Linked DNA regions of Mus musculus: region 2 is linked to region 1. The links are chromatin contacts, called in public promoter capture Hi-C maps. All regions are on one chromosome and are shown on one strand. The core of a region is the stretch at or near the end of the contact, and the rest is flanking DNA. Distances in the headings are between cores, read along the strand shown.

Region 1 (5,088 bases), core at 1,861-4,360:
ATACCACCTCCCCTTTTCTAAGCATGGAGCTTCCTAATGAGCCCCAAGACCATTAGTGAGTATTAGCCTGAAACCTCACTGGGCCCCAATACTCTCAATTCAAGTGCATCGCCCCCACTGTATTCCAGAGGAGACAGTTCCAAGCTTAAGATGAGACCCTCATCTCGCTGTCTCCGGCTTAGTCCACGCTCGCTGCTGGCTGTCCCCAGCACCATAGCTTCTGCAGAAACAGGGCTGGGACTCTGACTTCCACGAAATGTACCTAGTGCCACAGAACTATAGACTCTAGGTAAAATGGCCCATGTGCATTTTACCACACATTTAAGCCAAGTGATGGGTAGGGTCTCTGGAGTCACATCCTCAGGTGAACCCCAGTCCAGGACACTAGACATCCTCTCAAAAGGCAGCAGAGGAGGAATTCCCCAGTAGTTGTAGAAGACCCTGTGAATATTACCTCTGAGAGGACACAGAGACCAAATGAAACTATTGATACCTTCACCGCCATCACTGTCCTGAATCCAGAACTCCTCAGGCCACCTTAAAATTCCATCTGGCTCCAAGTCTGCAGGCCTACCTACCTGTGTGTTTGGAAGCTCCACCTCCTGTCTACCCAGCTTTTGAAATGTCTTCCTCACCAGCCATTCAGTCCTAAATGCCCAACAATTTGGCTCTTGTCACTCCCATTCACCTACTTACACACAGAAAACTGTCCCTGCCAGTCACCATGGCTTCCTAAGTGTGAAGGCCAATGAGCACTCTGCTTTCCTTCTCTCTCGAGCAGCCTTTGACACCACTGAGGCAAGCCTCTCTAGGTCAGACCCACAACTCCACTCCCTGGGCTCTACTCCTACCTCTGTGAATGTTCCTTCCCCATCTCAGTCCTAGAGTCTTCTAGGCAGCCAGCCTGGTCCTGATGCTGCTAATGTTACTTCTGCATAGCTAACCTGCTTACTATCTTCTCCTCTCTGAGCATGAGCCAAAGCAAAGGTCGTAGCCCACCACTGTCAAGCCACAGACCTTCTATGAACAGGGGTCTATTTTCCTTCTGATTCTTTCAACCTGTCCCAGACTTCTGCCCTTCACCCCAGAAGGCTCAGATGCACACAACCATTTACTCAGCCCAACAAGCTATAAACCAGAAGCTCAAGTGTGCCTCCCCCTAGTTCTCAAAGTTCAGAGTCTCTCAGGAAGTCACCAAGTGATGTCACCAAGAGCACCCCTTCCTCCACATCCCTGTTGCTGGCCTCCCTCAGCTCAGTTAGGACTTCCTAATGGAGCACCTGGCTTGTGGCCTCCTCAAACCCACCATTGACTTTTGGGAGTTTAGTGGGGTCCCTTAGGAGGGCAGATAGGACCTGACTTCCTCCTCCTGCCCCCCAAATCTGCACAGGCCCCTTCTGCCAAAGGATAAATTCCAAGTGCTTTTTTTTTTTTTTTTTTTTTTTTGGTTTGGTTTGGTTTGTTTTCCAAAACAGGGTTTCTCTGTGTAACAGCCCTGACTCTGGCAGACCAGGCTGGTCTCGAGCTCACAGAGATCCACTTGTCTGCCTCCCAAGTGCTGCGATTAAAGGTGTACTCCACCACCACCAGGTCTAAATTCCAAGCTTCTGTCCACAGCCTCCTGTTTCCTGATCTGGTTTTTCTCTGTTCCACTTCATACAGTCTTCCCAGTGGCACCAACAGGGCCACTTAGACTGAAACTTGCCCTCCCCCACATTTGCTCCTGAGTGGTTCCTTCCCCCTATCTTCCTTCCCTCTAGGAAGCAGATTCCTCCCTTCCCCAGGGCAAGGTCACCGGTCACCGGGACTCCCACTGAATCTTCTGTTAAGATTCAGCTCAAGGGTTGAATTCCTGGGAAGAACTTGGGGGAGTGGGGGTGGCCTGTGCTTCCTCCTAGTTACCCCATACCTGCCAAGTTAGCAACGCTCCTAGAACTACATGCACCACCCTTCAGTTTACTCAAGAATGTCCTCATGGGGAAATTTCCTCGATATTTCCTCCTCAACAGGGCCTGAAAGAAAAGGAAGGAAGGAAGGAAGGAAGGAAGGAAGGAAGGAAGGAGGGAGGGAGGGAGGGAGGGAGGGAGGGAGAGAGAGAGAGAGAGAGAGAGAGAGAGAGAGAGAGAGAGAGAGAACAAAAATATGTTGAAAACTTAGGTGAAGAACTAGGGGAACAGAACCTTCAGAAACAGCCCAGCACCCACTCTGCCCTCCCTCTCGGCCAGAGCGTGGCACACAATAGGTGTTCAGTAAAGGTTGGCTGGATTCTATTTACTGAACTGACACAAGATTTGGGACAGTTTGAGGTATGATGGCAGAGGAGGGTAACAGCCAGAAGGGGAACCCCGGGACGCACCACCGTGAGGGGAGGAGGGTCAAGGGATTGTGTAAAAAGGAGGTGAAGGAACTTGGAGTCAAGTCTGGGCCTCTGTGCGCCCAGGGCAGCGGGCAGTGGCCGGGCTAGTTCTCCTCCAGGTCCGCTGGCGCCCAGTCCAACCCGCTCCCTAGGGTGGTGAGACCCCCCGGCTCGCGCGCTCGGTTCTGGGCGCTGGGAGGCGTGTGTGTCGCTTTAAAAGCTCCCTCCCGGCGCGCGGGGCCGGCCCCTTCACTGCCAGCGCCGAGGCGAGCGGAGCCGCGCGAGCCCGGCGGCCTTTGAGGGAGCCTGCGCCCGGCCGGGCGGCCAGTCCGGCGGGGCGCGGCGGCGCTCGGGGTAAGCGGGCCAGGCCCGCGGAGCCGGGTGGGCAGGGCAGGGCAGGGCAGGGCGAGGGCGAAGCAGCCGGGGAGAAAGGCCCGAGCAGCCCCGGTGCCTCGTTTGCCCCATCGGCAGCTACCCGGCGCCCCGGGCCGCGAGGCGCGGAGCCGTGAGCGAGCGCGCTGGAGGCGGTGGAGCCGAGCGGAGGCTGCGCGCCCGGTGTGCCTGGCCGGGCCCGGCGCGCCTCCTCCATCGCCTCCCTGGCGTCTCGCTCGCCCCCTTCTGCTTTCCTTTGCTTCCTCGGCTGAGCCCCGCCGTGCTGAGGCCCCCCCGACCTCGTGCACTCATCTCCGCTGTGCTCGACACCGGGTCCCCCTGGCCACGGCTGCTTCCCCTCCCCCGAGACGCGAAGGAATCCGGACTTTCCCCACCGTTGATGGAGCCGACTGCCGGGCTGGACTGAGCGGTTTCTGCGGCCGCTCCAGACGTCGCCCGGGCCGGAGCACGGACATTCTGGGTCCCGGCTGAGTACACCCCGGACACCTAGCAGTGCCAGCTCGGGAAGGGCAGAGCAAGGCAAAGGCAGGACAGACCCCGGAGGGGCTCAGACCTGCCCATCTAGAATGGACAGAGAGAATCGCGAACCCTGTGGAGCCCGGGGAATGCCGGGCGTGGGCTGAGGGGATCCCGGCGCCCTCCCCAGCCCTCCGACTTTGGCTTAGTCGCCTGGACCGGACCGGTGTCACCTCGGCTCGGGTCACCTGTGGCCTCGGGGCCTCCGAGCTCGCCGGACCCTCGCGACCGGGAGCCTGGCGAGCGTGGTGAGGAGATTTTTGGGGATTTTTTTTTTTTGCCCCCTTCCCCGGAGCGCGGAGGCCCCGCCCCCTCCCACCGCCCAGATGTCTCCGGTCACCGCTCGGAAGACCTTCCTGAGGCCAGGAGCCGAAGGGTCCAGAGAGAGAAGCCCGCCCTAGGGAGCCTTGGGGGCCCCCCAACCTCGTCTTGTGGCTCGGCCCCGACACTGCTTAGAGGAAAGGCCACTGCCCCCACCCTTGGTGAGTAGGGGAGTCCAGCTTCGGAGGGTTCGGAGGGAAGGCGGGGTTGGGGGAGAAAGGGTCCTCTGGGAAGGAGGGCACCCTGTGGGCATTGAAAGAAGGTTGGAGAGCTGGAGAGGCCCTGTGCTAAACCAGTCTGGCCAAGCTTGGTTGGTGGCTGGGGGCGGGGGGTGCACCACGGCTAGAGTGCTCCAGAGGAGGCTAAGGGCTCATTCCTCTAAAACAGGGGCTCCTCCACTCTTCTGTTGAAGAAGGGTGTTGAAAACTATCTGCCTCCACCACCCCTCCCCACTAAATAAATAAATAAATAAATAAATAAATAAATCTCCAGCTAGGAAGGAGGGTGCAGGCAGAGAGAAGAGGGAGGCAGCAGCAGCAGGCTGGTGCAGCAGCCTGGGAGGGCTGACGCCAGGCTCGCTCTTTCTGCAGGGGGCTGCCCTCCTCCAATCCAGTTCCCTCTCCAGTGCTGTTCACATCTGGAGCCCCCTCCACATCTGGAAGATCCTGATCACCGTCCCTGTGCTGGTTCAGCTGCATCTAGAGACCTCTGCCTTTGTAACTGCCTAGGAGTTGCGAGGGGATTGCTGCCTTCCCCCATCCCAAGGGCATCTCTTACCCTTAGTCCTTGCAGAATCATCCCCCTGCCTCCGCATCCAGATTCGGGCAAAGATCAGCTCTGTACACCATAGGCACTTCAAGTCCTGGAAGCTGTTCTTGGGCCCTAAGGCCCCTCCCCTTGCCCTCCTGTGTCCTCACCTTGACCCCCCTCCCACCCTGTCAGACTCTGTCTCCCTCTGGGTGCTCCATCCCCCACCCAGAGGCGAGTAGGTGGAGTGGCAGGCTGCAGGGGCTGGGTGAGGGCCGCCCAAGGCCAGGGTAGGCTGGGGGGCCGTTAAAATGTGGAGCTCTGCCCGGCCGAGGGGGGCTCCGTGGAGGCAGACGAAGCGTGTGCCCCGCTGGGGCGAGTATGGGCAGGCTTGCGGCCACGTGGTGAAGGATGAACATTCGGGGTGCCCCGGACCTCGGGCAGCCCAGTGACGACCCCAACAGTGGTGGAGAGAGAGAGCGGATTCGACAGCGCATGAAGATGGTCATCGGGCAACTTGAAGGCATCCTGAGAGAACTCAAAGAAGTGGCTAAGGAGCTGAGGGAGGTGAGTTAAGAGGCCAGCAGGGGCCACACAGACCCCCCTCACCCTGACTGGCTGGGCTCAGCAGTAAAGCATTTGCCTGTGTCTTGAGTGTGCAATGCTATGTGCACATGGCCTGTTTCCACTGAGCACCCATCCCCTTTCCATTCTCCTTACTTCAAATCTGGTTTGCTTAAAAATCCCTATCCCCA
Region 2 (5,088 bases), core at 1,384-3,883, 4.7 Mb after region 1:
GAGGAGGCGCCACCGGCGAGGTGCACCAGGCTCACCTTGGCCGCCCCGGGGCCTCCCAGGGGCCCGCAAGGCTCTCGCAGCTCATAGCCGCCGCTTGGTGGACTCCGCTCAGTTCTCCGCACCACATCATCGGCCACCAGGTCCCCGAATGCGGATCTGATAGCGGGCGGTGGCCCAAGGCGGCGGCGAGGGCGAGGACTATCGCCATCCGCAGAGTCTGTGGGGCCGTCGGCGCCTGAGGATGTAACAGATGGGGGCCCAGCAGGCTGGTCGCCGTCTGGGCCACCTCCCGTGCTGGGTGCCCTGGGCTCGGTGTCGTCCTGGGCTCCCTCCTCGTCGGGGAAGCGGTTGGACTCTACGTCCACCTCCGGTTCGTCCGCGGTGTCCACGTCGGGCGAGGCAGAATGATAGCTGGAGCTGCCCTCGCTCAGAAAGTCCGGGCTCACGTAGCCCCCTCCGGTCCCGGTGCCGGGCACTGGCCCGCGAGCAGGTCCGGAGCCATAGGCCTCGCGCGCGCTGCCGTAGAGCTTAGCGATGCTCTCTGCATCCTTAACTACGGGTCGGAAGGCTGACACGTAGGAGCTTTTGCGAGCAGGTGGCGGTGGCGGAGGGGGCAGGGGACCCAGAGACGGTGGCAGCGCCTCGTCCGCACCGTCCTCGTCCAGGGGCCCGCGGGATAGAGCGCTCGGGCAGCGCTCCTCCGTACCGAGGCTGCCCTCTTTAGCTGGCTCGGCACCGTCCAAAGACTCAGGACCGCCCCCGCCAGCCGCCGCCGCCGCTGCAGCAGCAGCCGCAGCCACCGCGGCCGCTACGGCCTTAGCTTGGCTCTGAGCGGCCGGGTAAGGAGGCACCGGGAGGCTCCCGGCTGCTGGCCAGAACATGGGAAACGTCGGGTATACAGTGGCGGCGGCAGCTGCGGCAGCTACCGCCGCTGCGTCCTTGGCTGCGCCGGAAGGTTGATGTCCCCAGAACATTGTGCCGCCACCAGGGCCGGGCCCTGCTCCTGGGGGCAAGTGGCCAGCTCCCGGGCCACCCGCACCCGCGGCGGTGCCAGCGCCCCCACTGCTCCCGGTGCCAGGGCCTCCCTTGGGTTCTCCGGCGACCAACACTGGGTCGTCCTTTTTGGGACATAGGCCGAATGCTGTGGGGAAACCGTAAGGATGCGGGAAAAGAGGCGGGGGCAGCTTTTGCAAGAGGCCAAAACCTTTGCTGGGCACTGGAATCACCGGGTAGCTGCGAACCCCTGCGCTGCCCCCAGGTCCTCCAGGTCCTGCAGGGCCACTAGCTGCCGCCGCCAGGCCAAGTGCGCGCTGCGGATGCGGTGGAGGTGGCCCGGGAGGCCCAGCCGCCTCGTCTTCACCGCAGCGCAGACTTTTGTGGGGCGGTGGGCCTGGGGCCATCTCTGAGCCGCACCCTGGACCGCCACCGCCACCAGCGCCGCCCTTCCCTGCACCACCAGACCCGCTATTAGCGCCGCCTCCGCCGCCCCCTTGCAGGGAGAAGGTCCGCTTGCGCGTACCGCCATTAAACATAGCCTTGACGTCCTCCCAAGCGTGGCTCAGTTCGTCGGTGGCCGACTTGTCACTGAGTTTGAGGTGCCGACGCCACGAGTTAAAGTTGGCGGCGTCGGGCTGAGTGTACTTGGCGTCGGGTGTGCGGTGCGAATGGAAGATGAACTTGTTGGGAGAGAAATACATACTGCAGTAGCCGCACTTGATGCACTTAGCACGAGAGCTGTTGTAACGGGCAGGGATGAAGCTGCCCCGAGAGCCCCATGCGCACTCGTGCACCACGTCAAAGGCGAAGTTCTCAGGCAGTTTGGGGGGCTTGTGCTCGCCCAGGAACGACTTGCACAGGCGTTCGGCCTCTCGTTTTGTGATCATACCACAGCGGCGAGAGGAGATGGGCATGGCCCCGGCCCGACGCAGTATCTCCAGCTGCACCGGCGTGCATTGCACGCATGTGATGCCCAGGGCCACGCGGCGGTTGTGGATCTCATTGTAGCTGTAGTTTTTGAGCAGGGTGTTGGAGATCTGGGCTAGGCACAGGCGCTCCTGCCCATCAATGACCAGCGACACGATGGGTACCCCGTACAGCGACGTCTCGCCCACCTGGTTGGGTTTAAGGGCGCTGGATCCCGAGTAGGGCTGCAGCTCTTGCTTGGAGTTGGGAGAGGAGCTGCCCTCGCGTCCCGGCCCCAGCTGAGTGGTGAGAGCCTCCATGCCGCCGCTCCTGCGAAACAGAGAGAGCAGAGAGCAGATGAGCCATTTTTTTAGCGCCGCTACCTAGGTTCAGGCCCGCCCAGCGGGGCGCAACGTGTGGGGTGCGAGGGGGTTACTTGGCAGTGGGGAGCTCAAGCTCATTCGTCCCACGGACTGGCCCCTTTTGTTATTCAGACCAGCTTCTGAGCTGAAACAAAAGCACCCGGGGGGCTAAGGGAGGAAAAGGGAAAATCGAAACCTCAGGAAAGCCCCGGCTGCCAGGAAACCAATCCTGTTTTCAGATTGGAAAGGAAGTGGGACCCAGAGACGGAGAGTGACTTGCCCAAGGCCACACAGCAATGCCATAGCCAAATCCAGGCTTTCCAGCCGGCACTCAGGTTTGCGTGCCTTCAGCTACCTCACAGCTCGCCCTGCCCGCCAGGGTCCTGAAGCCCGGACTTCAGGGACCAGCGGCCCCTCTGCTCAGTCGCGCATGCACGCGTGCGGGCGGGGGCAGTGAAGGGAGAGGTGGGGAGGCGAAGGAGGGGCACTCACTGCCCATCACAAACTGCAGGATGTAGGGGTGGGGGCAGGGAGAAGGGGGAGGGATGGAGGTTGAAGGAGGAGGATAGAAGGAAGAGGAGGAGGCCACTGCTGTTCGCGGTGCTGAACCCTACCCTTTCCAAAGCTTGTCGCGTGCACCACGACCTCGGGTGGCCCCCAATGCACCTATCTTCGTGGTGACCGGCTTCCAGGGACAACAGTACCGGTTTGCACAAACCTGTACTTCTCTTCTGACTCCTTGAGCCCGGTGTTCCTTGAGCAGAAAGAGTCCAGCTGGGTTTACAAAACGCTTTCTTGCCAGCCATCAGTTAGGCCGGGATCACGCAGTCTCTAACCACATTTTCTGCATTTTTTAGCTGCATTCCAGACTAAAGCCGGCTCCCCTCTTGTCAGCGCTTGGGACAGAGAGGTTCTCACAGGCGTTTCTCTGGAGTCACTTTTTAGCTTTGGAAACATGCCCCTGAGCTTTCTGTCCTCTTCCACACAGCTTTTCTTACTCAGACCCAACACAGGCTCCCCAGGCTCTGGGCTGCTCCTTTTGTGGGGGTGACTCCTCTTTGAGTATCCTTCATGCCCCGACATCAGCTCAGATGGGCTAGAAGGAATCTTGGCCACTCTTGGAAGCCACTGTAAAACTCCAAGCACTAAAAAGTTGCTGCTGGTCCCTCGCTTTGATCTCTGGAGAAGGCAGAGAGGAAGCTGTATCCACAGTCTAGCCTGGTGGAGGACCCAGGAATTGATGTTTAGGGCCTTCTAGGTCGCCCAGTCACCTCACGTGTCTTCAGACACTCAGGGCTCCATGGACCCAATGCTGGGCGGCAGGCGCTCTTGCCGCCAATCTAGTCCCTAGGACTCCCTCCTCCGAACTTGGCTGGAAAAGCAAATCCATTTCAGAGGGGTAGCTTCACTCTAACAGGGATCCGAATTCCAAAGCTAAGAACCTGGCATCTTTGGTCTGCAGGTATCTTTCCCTCCCTCTGTTTGCTTAGATACTTATTTGTCGATCTTATCTGTCCCTGAGCTGTCTGTCGCTGCCAGCTCACCGCTCTTTCTCCCATCTATCTTGTATCTTGTTCAAGTATCAACCTATTTATTATCTGTTTCATCTCTTCCAGTCAAACTGAGGCAAGTTGATCCTCCCTTGTCACTGAAATCCCCAGTAACATTTTAGGAGGCAAGCAAACTACTGTGCTAACTCCCTGGCTGAGGGGTCAACAAGGCGAGCTAGGTGTCCCAGGGACGGCTCTCACACAGGCTGAGGAGGTGGCTAAGGGGGCCCGCAGCTGTGGGAAATGACGATGGCTTCTGGGATTTCTGGGCAAATGTACCGGGCCCGCATAGAGTGAAGAGGACACCCTGAGCCTGGAGCGTCCACCTGAAGCTGGGGCTCCTGAGTCCCCAAGGGGTTTTCCCAAAGGGCTTTTGGCCTTGGAGCCCGGAGAAGTGAGGGACCCTAGGAAGGAAACAGCATTTCGAGGGCCAAAGAAGAAAGCACCAACGAAGGGCCGCACTCAGGGACAAGGAGCAGTGCTCAGGGCGGCATGGGGACCCCCTGGCCCGCTCCTGTGGCTCGAGGGGCGAGCCTAGCGAGGTTAAGCAGGCGGGAGGTGGGCAGCGGTGGCAGCGAGGCTGTGGAGTCGTTTGTTAGGATAGGAAACAACCGCCACAGAGTCTAAAGGAGAAGTCAACGAAAGAAGCGCTGCGGCGGCCGGCGCGGGGGCTGTGGGCTCGCGATCGCAGGTACTCACCGTGCGGGCGGCTGGAGCCGGGCAAGCGGCGAGCGGAGGTGCGCGGCGGGCGGAGCGGCGGGCGGGAGTCGGGGATCCGCCGGGCTCTCCGGGTGACGGCGCGGCCCCTCCCCGCGCGCGCGCACAGCCGCGCAACCCCGCTCCCCGCGCTGCCACCCGCGGCCCCTCCCGCTCTCAACAGGCACGGGGCGCCAGGGTCCCCGGAACGGAGCCCGGTGCCCGGAACCGCCGCCCCCGAGGCCGGGGACTGGCCCGAAGAAGAAGCCGAAGCCTAGAGCTCATGGCGCAGCGGCGGGCACGGCCTCGGTCACAGGCGGGAGTGGCGAGGCCGGCGCTGGGCGGGAGCGCCTGACAGCTGCGAGCCGGGGCGCCACACCCACCACCCCTCGCTGTCCCTCGCGCCCTCCCCGGGTGCGCCCGCCCGCGGGCCACGCGCCGCGCCCGCCGCCTCTCCGCAGCCCCAGGGCCTGTGCGCCCCAGGTAAGCGGCCGCCCACCTGCGGCCCGCGGCTCGCACCTGCGGCCCTGCGCGAGCCAGAGAGGCCGAGTGGGCGGAAGGGATGGAGGGGATCAGAA

The links. Promoter capture Hi-C pulls out the DNA fragments that hold promoters and counts their contacts.
Region 2: a promoter capture Hi-C map of embryonic stem cells shows a contact between it and region 1. The contact joins the promoter of Skor1 here to the promoter of Insyn1 in region 1.

The regions. Positions count from the first base shown.
Region 1 is chr9:58,485,493-58,490,580 of GRCm38.p6, forward strand. Insyn1 (inhibitory synaptic factor 1) reads left to right here and starts at 3,111. Exons shown (of 3, transcript NM_176921.4): 1 at 3,111-3,747; 2 at 4,177-4,900. The coding sequence starts at 4,745.
Region 2 is chr9:63,144,347-63,149,434 of GRCm38.p6, forward strand. Skor1 (SKI family transcriptional corepressor 1) reads right to left here and starts at 2,634. Exons shown (of 9, transcript NM_172446.3): 1 at 2,461-2,634; 2 at 36-2,232. The coding sequence starts at 2,567.